2 separate regions of the Zea mays genome follow, and region 1 is linked to region 2. The links are chromatin contacts, called in public Hi-C maps. All regions are on one chromosome and are shown on one strand. The core of a region is the stretch at or near the end of the contact, and the rest is flanking DNA. Distances in the headings are between cores, read along the strand shown.

Region 1 (4,882 bases), core at 4-2,503, 550 kb before region 2:
AAAACAGAAACCCTAAAATAAAATTTTGCAGAAATGCTCAACATACCAATTGAACCAGAGCAGCGCTCAATTTCTCGTGCCCTTGATATTTTAGCCTCCTGAAAGTAGAAGATAGCTTTTAGATGGGCCGTTGCAGATTTGTTTATACTGTGAACAGAAAATAATTCAAAGAATGAGAAGGTAACTCGTACCCAATACCTTAGCGATAGGAATAGTACAATTTGAAGATGCCTCTTTGTTGCCAGTAGGGACAGAGTGATTTAAGGACCCCTCTTTGCTACCAGCTGCTTGAACGAGTATATCTGAATGAAAAGAAAAGCATTAATAATTACAAGAATGGGTTCTAATTGACCTTAGAATAGAAGTTTGTCATGTAATGCAAAGAAGTAAGAAATTATGCCATTGACACCTTTGGAAGAGGTATGCGCAGAGCTGCGCACGGAAAATTTGATTTTTACCTGTACAAACAGTAGATAGCAGTACTTTTAAAATCACATTACTACCAAAAACAAATCAAGTGAATAACAGCATATGTGGTCTCACTTTGGAGGATAATGCATCTGTCAGTGTCTTCTTTGCAATCGAATTTGAGCAAGCTACTGGACCTCTAGCAACCAAAGTTTTAGGGTTTGAGCATGCAACCGGCCCTCTAGCAACTGTAGACTTTGAATCCATCATAGCTCGAACTTTTATGGCCTTCATTGTCTGCTGGTCTTGACCAAGGTTTCGGCCTCTAAATTTCCTTTCTACTGATTCCCATTCTGAATCAAACATTTCATTCAATTCTTTAGCAAAAATATGCACATCATTGCCTGGAGGATTATACTTCATAGCATTTGAAAATGTTAGCCTCACATCTGCTGCAAACTCCTCAATGCTTACATATTTCTTTTTTGTGAGTTTATTCTTAATAGTGCCCAAATCCATTGGACTGCGGATAACATCAAAGTAGTCTGGAATCCCATATAGATCTGGATCAACAGGTTCTTTGAAAAGCCAGCCACATTTGTGATCGATGAGCTTCCTTACGATATTTCCACACAGCCTTATCATCCTGCTACTTTTCATACTTGCAGCCTTGAGGTTATAAGATGACTGGTGCTCGCATGTAGAAATTGATGTCACCCCAGACTTTTGAGAGTGTTTGCTTCCCTCAACATCAGAATCTGTATCAGAGTCTCCTGATTCACTGCTTATATAAACTCCTCTCCTCTTCTTACAGGCTTGCGCCATCACTGTGTTCGGCCAGAGAGTTTGGTTTTTTGTCTGGCACCGGAGCAATAACTCAAGACTTGGTAAATGGTGAAGTAGTGTCCAAGATGCGCAGAGCACAAGTTTCCCTCAGCCAAGCCTGTAGGTGAAGCATTCATTTCAAACAAGCTACTAAACAGGCCAAAAGAAGAAGAAAAAAGTAGGCACATCGCCCCCACACAAGATATCCAACAGAGATGCAGCAAAATTGCCGACATGTTAAAAAAACTGCATGATCACTATTAATGTTTAGAAATTCAAATGGATGAGCAAACTCAAATCCAGGATGAGAAGGGCAAAAATAGATTTTCCAGAAATGCTGGATGGATAACCTACACAATCCACCCAAACTAAAAACAAAAGGCAAATTGATGCATTCGGGTAACCCAAACTTCCCAATATTGCATTCAGGTAACCCAAATGTCCAAATATTCAAGTTGGATATCAGAAACTGATACCCGAGTTTCGCCCCAAGGGAATACTACCAATAATTCAGGTATACCTGATGTATCCAAATTTGACAAAACCAAAAGACAATTTTTGGTGTTTTAAAGCAGCAAACAACAATTTTTGCCAGCATTTAACAGAGAAAAATATAAAATCAATCACACAGCTAGCAAAACCAAAAGTACCAAACAGCAAATGTCTTCAATAACTACACAAATGTAGTATTTTGCATACTCGGTTTTTAGTTTCATTCTTAGTTGATTGGTTAGTGTGGAAGGGCCTCTAGCCTAGTGGTTAAGGCTTCCGAGTAGCACCTTCAAATCCCGGGTTCGATTTCCCTCGGGGACGAATTTTCGGGCTTGGTTAAAAAAATCCCCTCGTTGTGCCCCATCCGCTCTCGGGTTACGATGTGCAATGTCCTGTGTGCCACTCTCCGGTTGGACCGTTGCAGAGTGGACGGTTGACACCGGCCCATAAGTGATGGGGGGCCAGGGTTCGGGGGTTTTCTCGGCCGGGACCAATGTTTCGGTCTCTTCTTAATATAATACCAGAAGGGCGGTCATTCCCTCACCCGACCGAGTTTTTTTAGTTGATTGGTTAGTTTCCTTTCTTAGCTAATTGATAGTTGACTGGATAGCTTCCTTCCTTAGCTGATTGGTGCCATGATTTGTGGTTGTGAGCCTTTGTAATTTTGTATATAAAAAGATCAATAGAATACACCTAAGCAGCGGTGTGGTTTGGCAGCGCCAAGAACTCAATGTGTCCTTCTAGTATTCTTGTTGAGTTTTGTGAGCGTTTGAGTGATCCAGAGATCATATTCTTCGTCTCTGGCAAGGCACGCTGACGAGTAGAAGGCTACAACGTTAGAAAGTAGAGATCCGCCTCAAAGAGAATCGATTGATCGTCTAGCTCAGGGAGAAGGACGGTGGAGGGAGCATGCATTGCAACATTGGATACTCAACAACGGCACGACAACCCACATGATGGGGGGAGTGCATGGACTCCTTCGAGCCCGACACCAGCGTCTACGAGACCATTCAGTTTGGCGACGGCTCCATGGTGGCCATCGAGGGTCGTGGCATTGTCCTCTTCAAGCGCAAGAACGACGAGTACCAGGTGCTAGTTGGCATCTACTGCATCCCCCGACTGGCAGCAAACTTCATTAGCCTAGGTAAGCTCGATAAGGACAATCACAACTCACAAGGTCCTAATCAAGAACGACATTCTTAGGACCTAGGACTAGCGCCAACGATTGCAAGTCAAGGTGCGGCATTCAACTAGCCGCATCTACGTCCTCAACATCACTCAGCACATGTACCTTGCCGCCTTGAGCTTGAAGGTGGCTTGGCAATTCCATGCTTGGTTCGGACATTTCGGATTCCAAAAGCTCAAGGAACTGATGCAGGGTGGCTTGATGCGCAGATTGCAGCCAATCAACCACATCGATCAGATCTACAAGAGTTGCTTGGCCGGGAAGCAACGACGGTGCCTGTTCTCTACAGTTAGCAAGTACGGTGCACCTCATCTACTCAACCTGGTGTATGTGGACTTGTGTCGATCACCCTGGACTCCTAGAGAGAAGTTGTTGTTCCTCATCGTCAATGAAAAGAGTTGCATCATGTGGCTCATGTTGCTAGCGTCAAAGGACCAAACTGCGGTGGCCAGCATCCAACTCCAGGCACGTGTCGAGGCGGAGGCAAGGCAAAAGATGGGCACGCTCAGCACCGACCACGGTGGCCAGTTCACAACACGCATGTTTGGCGATTGTTGTGCAAAACACAACATCCAACGTCATCTCACTATGTAGTACACGCCCTAACACAACAACATGGTGGAAAGACACGACTAGAGAGTGCTTGGCATGGCCAGAAGCATGCTGAAGGGCAAGGGGATGTTGAGCTGGTTGTGGGGGGAGGTGGTCGCCACAGCCTTCTTCACTCAATCAATCACCGACGAAGAGTGTTGAAGGGAAGACGTCATTCGAAGCTTGGTATGATATAAAGCCTCTGGTTCACTTCGTACTTTTGGGCGTGTGGCGCATGTGAAGGTGGCCAGAAAGCATCAATTGAATCTATGGGCCTGTTTGGTTGGGATGTGGTTGTGAAAAAAGTTACTGTGGGCTGTGAGCTGTGGAAAAAGATGTTGTAGTCTGTAAGCTGTTAAAAAGCTAAAAACCGTTTGGTGGAAACCACTAAAAGTCGTCAAAAATTCTTCGATATATGTTTTCACAGTTCCATCCGAAAAGCCACTAAAAGCAGGTCCAGGGGTGCTTTCAGATTTGCACTACGAGAAAGTCGGCTTTTAAAAAAGCTGCTTTTTGGATTGAGCCCTTTGGTTGTCTTTTGGCTTTTCGGGGGCAAAAGCCAAAGCCAAAAGTCAAACCAAACACACCCTATATGACCTGAATACACTGATAGTGGTTCATCAGGTACAAGCCGAGGTCCAAAGCGTACAAGTTCTACAATCTTAATATTGGGCACGTCACGTGATCATTTCGTGCAACGCAATGTTTGAAGATGGAAAGGCATGGGACTAGAGCGATGTCGACAGGCCCAACGCAATAGGGGAAAGATGTTCCACGTCGAGTTTTTGATGATAATGCTCCTAGGAGCGGACATCATCAGACCAGAACAAGAAGGCACGGAAGACATAGCATCCACTCGGGTACAAGCGACACGATGCTTGAGCCAGGCTTGCCTAGGCTCACCAAGGATGCCAACAACAAGCAGCACATATGCACAGCACTCGGTACACCTCCGACAATGGCTGCCTCAAGACACATTCTAATGGTTCTCTTGAGCGTTATAAGACTCGACATGTTGCTCATGGTTTTCAACGGGAGCATGGTCATGATTATGATGACAAGTTTGCTCTGATTGCTCACATGACCATGGTTTTCACTCTTGTTGTGGCCTCTGTTTGTGAGTGGTCCATGTCCATCTCTTAGTTTGATGTCAAGAATGTCTTTCTTAATGGTGAGTTGGATGAGGTCTATATGCAGCCACCACATGTGTATTATGTACCTGAGGGTGTGGTTTGTCGTCTTCACCGCAAGCAGGCTCCACAAGCTTGGTTTCAGTATTTTGCTTGTGATCATTGTTGTTGGGTTTTTTCCAATGTTCATGATCCTACTCGTTTTGTGCAGTTATGCACACGTCATCTCGTGGGCAGACTATTACTTATG
Region 2 (4,405 bases), core at 1,238-3,737:
CGGTCATGATGGTTCTCGGACGAAGGTTATGAAGAACAAGTCTTCATCATTTACAAATACAAAAAATGTATTTACAAATGTAAATACATGACAATTATTTATATCATATTGAATGTTAAATAACATTAAGATCTGTATCATATATTGGCAAAGTAATACATGATGTATATTACATTTGTACCTTTGGCTTGCTCAAGGTGAAAGCGAGTGCACAATCCCAATCCAGCGTAAACAGTACATGTGGTACTGTTCATCTATTTATAAGCAAGGAACACAGCCCAAGCAAAAGTACATTTATGACCCTAGTATGCATACATTATCCTAATACAAATATCAGGGATTAACATGTCTTTTTCTCTTTGGTTTAATATCACTTTTGACCTTCGTAACCACCTTGAGCCGAAGTTGTAATCGTTCGACGCTTTGCTCGTGCTTGTTGCAGCTTCAACATGCATGGTTGTTGCACCTTCGGCACTCAGTCCCATTGATTATATACGATTTCTTCGTCCTGAGGACCTTCGGCAGAGAAGGAGACCCCAACACCTGTGTCGACATGTGGCTCACTAGGACGCCCGCCTACCCTGTATGTCGTGCCACCATCGCCATCCCGAGATGAGCTATGATTGACGTCGCGAACTTGCCCATACGTGGGCATGCATGTTTGATATATCGTTCAACGTTCGACAAAAAAATATTCTTTGTTTTGCTCGTGTAGTCATGACATAGTTGTAGTTGTAAAGAGGAATGCAGGTGGGCGCCTGGGCGGTGACCCATTAAACTTTGCCATAACAAAGATTTAGGATCTATTTGGTTGGGCTGTGGCTGTGAAAAAAGTTGCTGTGGACGGTGAGCTGTGAAAAAAGCTGCTGTAGGTTGTAAGCTGTTAAAAAGCTAAAAATCGTTTGGTGGAAACCACTAAAAATCGTAAAAAATTCTTCGATATATGTTTTCACAGTTTATCCGAAAAGCCACTAAAAGCAGGTCCAGAGGTGCTTTCAGATTTGCACTACGAGAAAGTCGGCTTTTAGAAAAAACTGCTTCCTGGATCCATCTCTTTGGTTGGCTTTTGGCTTTTAGGGGGGCAAAAGTCAAAGCCAAAAGTCAAACCAAACACACCCTTACTCAGGCTGTTTGCTTCATATTAAAGCTAATTGTTCAAACTGTTGCAGCTTCAATCTATATAGATAAAAACAATATAGAAGCAGTAGAAGCCAGTAGGAAATAAAGCCAAGCGAACATGCTGACTATTTTGAATTCTAATTCCAATTTTTTTGGATTGTAATGTGTTTGGATAGGTGTGTTGTAACTTTTAGTCTAGAGATCAACATTATGACAAAGGGCTTTTCACTATGGTTTGTCATTGTCACCAATCAAATATGACCGTACAAACATTATACTAGTACGAGTAACTTGAGAGTGCTGATGACATATTTATCAATTGCGGAGCCTTTTATCATGTTCTTTCGAAAGTCAACTTTATATTTAGGGGGTGTTTGGTTTCTATGGACTAATTTTTAGTCCCTCAATTTTATTCCATTTTAGTCCCTAATTTACTAAATATAGAAACTAAAACTCTATTTTAGGGCTCGTTTGGCAAAGCTCCAGCTCCAGCTTCTTTAGCTCCAGATCCTGATCCTCGTGAGGAGTTGATCCTCCTGCTTCTCCTAGAGAATCAGAATCATTTTTAAAACCGTTTGGCAAGTAAACTGATTCTTGTCTTCTGAAAGTTGGTGGTCCGTGGCGATTGTCTGTTTTATCCTTTGCAGTTTAACTTTGTTACAAACCAATAAGTAGGATGCATATACGGAAAAAAAATATGAAACAATAACATATAAAATATTCTCATCATAGTAGTGCATAAAATGGTCTCAAATGTTTAATCCATAAATTGGCTCGTTATGTTTTTGTCCAATGGCAATTACGGGTAATTTCGATCAAAATTTAAGGGGAGGTCCATATTTGGTTGGTTGAGGAGCTATTTTAAGGGAGGGTGGAGCAGGTTTTTTTAGATCCCACCTTTCTTCACAAAAACGACTCCCGATCTTTCGGCTCCACACGAGAATCAGTTAAAAAAAATACCTGTTTGGCACGACTCCTCTAGATCCTCGCTTAGAATCAGGAGCTGGAGCTGTGCCAAACGGGCCCTTAGTTTCCCTATTTAACAATTTATGAACTAAAATGGAATAAAGTGAAGGGACTAATGTTTAGTCCCTATAAACCAAACACCCACTTATACTAAAAAAATCAACTTTTAGAACTGATTTGGTGACCGATGAATTGAAAAGATATATAGAAAAAATTCAGTTGCTCTGGTCACCAAATTAGTCATCATGCATTATTTTTTTACTTGTTTTTCATTTTTTATATTTTCTCTCGACCTAGCCGAAAGAGTTTCTTCATATTACCGAAAGGGTCTTCTTCCGTTTCATATAGTCACGATGTCATATTACTCATATAGAATTTTTCTATGGACACACGAAGAGTCCGCAAAAAATAATCAACTCGTTTTTTTTCTTTCTCCGCTCCTCCGAGTGACCGAGTCCAAGGCTTCGTTCTGCTCTCCGGCTCTCCCGCATCCACCCCGTCTCATCCCCAATCCGACCACCTCATCCCTCGCCTCCATGGCCCTACCCCTCGCGTCACCGGCGGGGGCATGAGCCGGTGACTGCTCACGCGGCCTCGTCTGTCTGCGCACGCGCGCGGGGTCGGCGAGTGAGCATTGCGGCGGTCCGCGATCGCCCGTGGGGGAGCATGGCGTCGGCGGCGGGGTCGGCCGGCGGGGCCGGCGCGGGGTCTGGCGGGCTGAAGACCTACTTCAAGACCCCCGAGGGGCGGCACAAGCTGCAGTATGAGAAGACGCACTCCCCCGCCGTCGTGCACTACAGCCACAGCGGCAAGACCGTCTCCCAGGTAGCAAGGGCGCCGTCGTTCGGATTAGGGTAGCGAGGCAGTTTGATGTGCTTTATGGGGTTATTGATGGGTCGGTCTGTGCTGGATGGATGGGGAATTGGGTTGGGATGTGTGTTGACTTGGCTTGATCAGGTGTGGTATCTGGATGAGTCATCGTAGATGCGATGCGGCAGATATTCGGAAGTTTCTAGGCGCTTCATGGATTGGATCAGGCGCAGCATAGATTGGTGTAATGTTTAATGTTTGGATAGTCCCTGCATATATTTCGTGTTACCGTTCTAGGAAAAAATACAAATACAAATGACACACATTTTTCTGTTCGCAAATTCTAACACTCTAATAGAATAGATCAAATATCTGCTTAACTGTTCTGAGGGCTTTGTGCTTTCTGATTCTGTTGCGTTGTGTAGATTACAAATCCTTTATGCAGTTATCGATTGTTTGTTGTGATGGTGCCAGATGACAGTGGCATATTTGAAGGAGAAGCCAGCAGGCCAGGGTTCCACGCCTTCAACACCAAGTGCTGGTAGTGGGATGCGGTCTGCAGCTGCAAGACTTCTCGGCACTGGGAATGGGAGCCGGGCACTTAGCTTCGGGAGCAATGGTACCAGCAGGGCTGTCTCAGGAAGCAGCCGCATGGGTGGAGGAATTGGTGTGTCGACTAGTGCAAGTGGATCGCAAGGCATGGCAAACTATGATGGAAAGGGCGCGTACATCATATTTAATACTGCAGATACACTCTTCATCAGTGATCTCAACTCACATGACAAAGTATTTCCTTATCTCTTATTGCATGCATGCATGTTAAGTTGCTTGCAACTTTGGTATCCTGTGGTTCTCTGTTCACATGCTAATTGCATCAGGATCCAATAAAGTCCATCCACTTCAGTAGCTCAAACCCGCTTTGCCATGCATTTGACCCAGAGGCCAAGGATGGGCACGATCTGCTTGTTGGGGTGTTCTCAGGAGATGGTATGTCAAATGCTTCATAATTAGGAAAGCTTTATGCTTATATTAGTTAAAGAATCGTGCATAAGTTCTTTTATTTGTTCTACAGTCTATTCAATGTCACTGAGGCAGCAGCTGCAAGATCCTGGAAAGAAGCCCGTTTCATATCAGCATTTTGTTAATAGAGACAAAGATAAAGACAAAGATCCAAGTCAAGGTGGCGCTGCCAGCAGGCATGTTTTCATTTTTACTGTTTAATTTAACACGCTGTTTGGGTATGATAAAAAACTGTTGCCGCAGCTGCTGCAACAGTACTTTTGTGAGAGAGCGGGAAGCTGCTGGAGCCCGCAGCACGGCAGCAGCAACAGCTGCCTTTTACCACAGCCGAACATGTGCTAAAAGTGTTTGTCAATTTCCCCCTTAATAAGCTTGGCAAATTTGTCTTGCCGTTACCTTACCAGTATTAAATATTTATTTCTTGATATGGTAGTGGTCCTACGAGTTACACAAGCCGACATGCAGTACACTGCGATCTGTTAGAATTTGC

The links. A called contact is a pair of places that touch in the nucleus more often than the background predicts.
Region 1: a contact with region 2 is called in a Hi-C map of endosperm, with 2.5 times the contacts expected there. The contact joins the enhancer-like site here to the promoter of LOC100280640 in region 2. A contact is called at or near these places in 3 of 25 Hi-C or Micro-C datasets (ear, endosperm and tassel).

The regions. Positions count from the first base shown.
Region 1 is chr2:139,332,317-139,337,198 of Zm-B73-REFERENCE-NAM-5.0, reverse strand. LOC103647016 (transcription factor GTE8) reads right to left here. Exons shown (of 10, transcript XM_008671591.3): 2 at 544-1,351; 3 at 410-458; 4 at 199-302; 5 at 47-98. The coding sequence starts at 1,233. Among protein-coding and RNA genes, the nearest start is that of LOC103647016, 9.0 kb to the right of the region's middle. Within about 2 kb of position 1,253, at least 1 of the 20 cell types and tissues checked has an H3K27ac peak or open chromatin away from gene starts, as enhancers often do. A contact at or near this core is called in endosperm, where this site is marked.
Region 2 is chr2:138,782,176-138,786,580 of Zm-B73-REFERENCE-NAM-5.0, reverse strand. It overlaps LOC100280640 (nucleotide binding protein), which reads left to right and starts at 2,487. Exons shown (of 11, transcript NM_001153558.1): 1 at 2,487-2,910; 2 at 3,370-3,681; 3 at 3,774-3,882; 4 at 3,968-4,091. The coding sequence starts at 2,752. It overlaps LOC103647011 (a long non-coding RNA gene), which reads right to left. Exons shown (of 3, transcript XR_004856338.1): 3 at 4,313-4,405.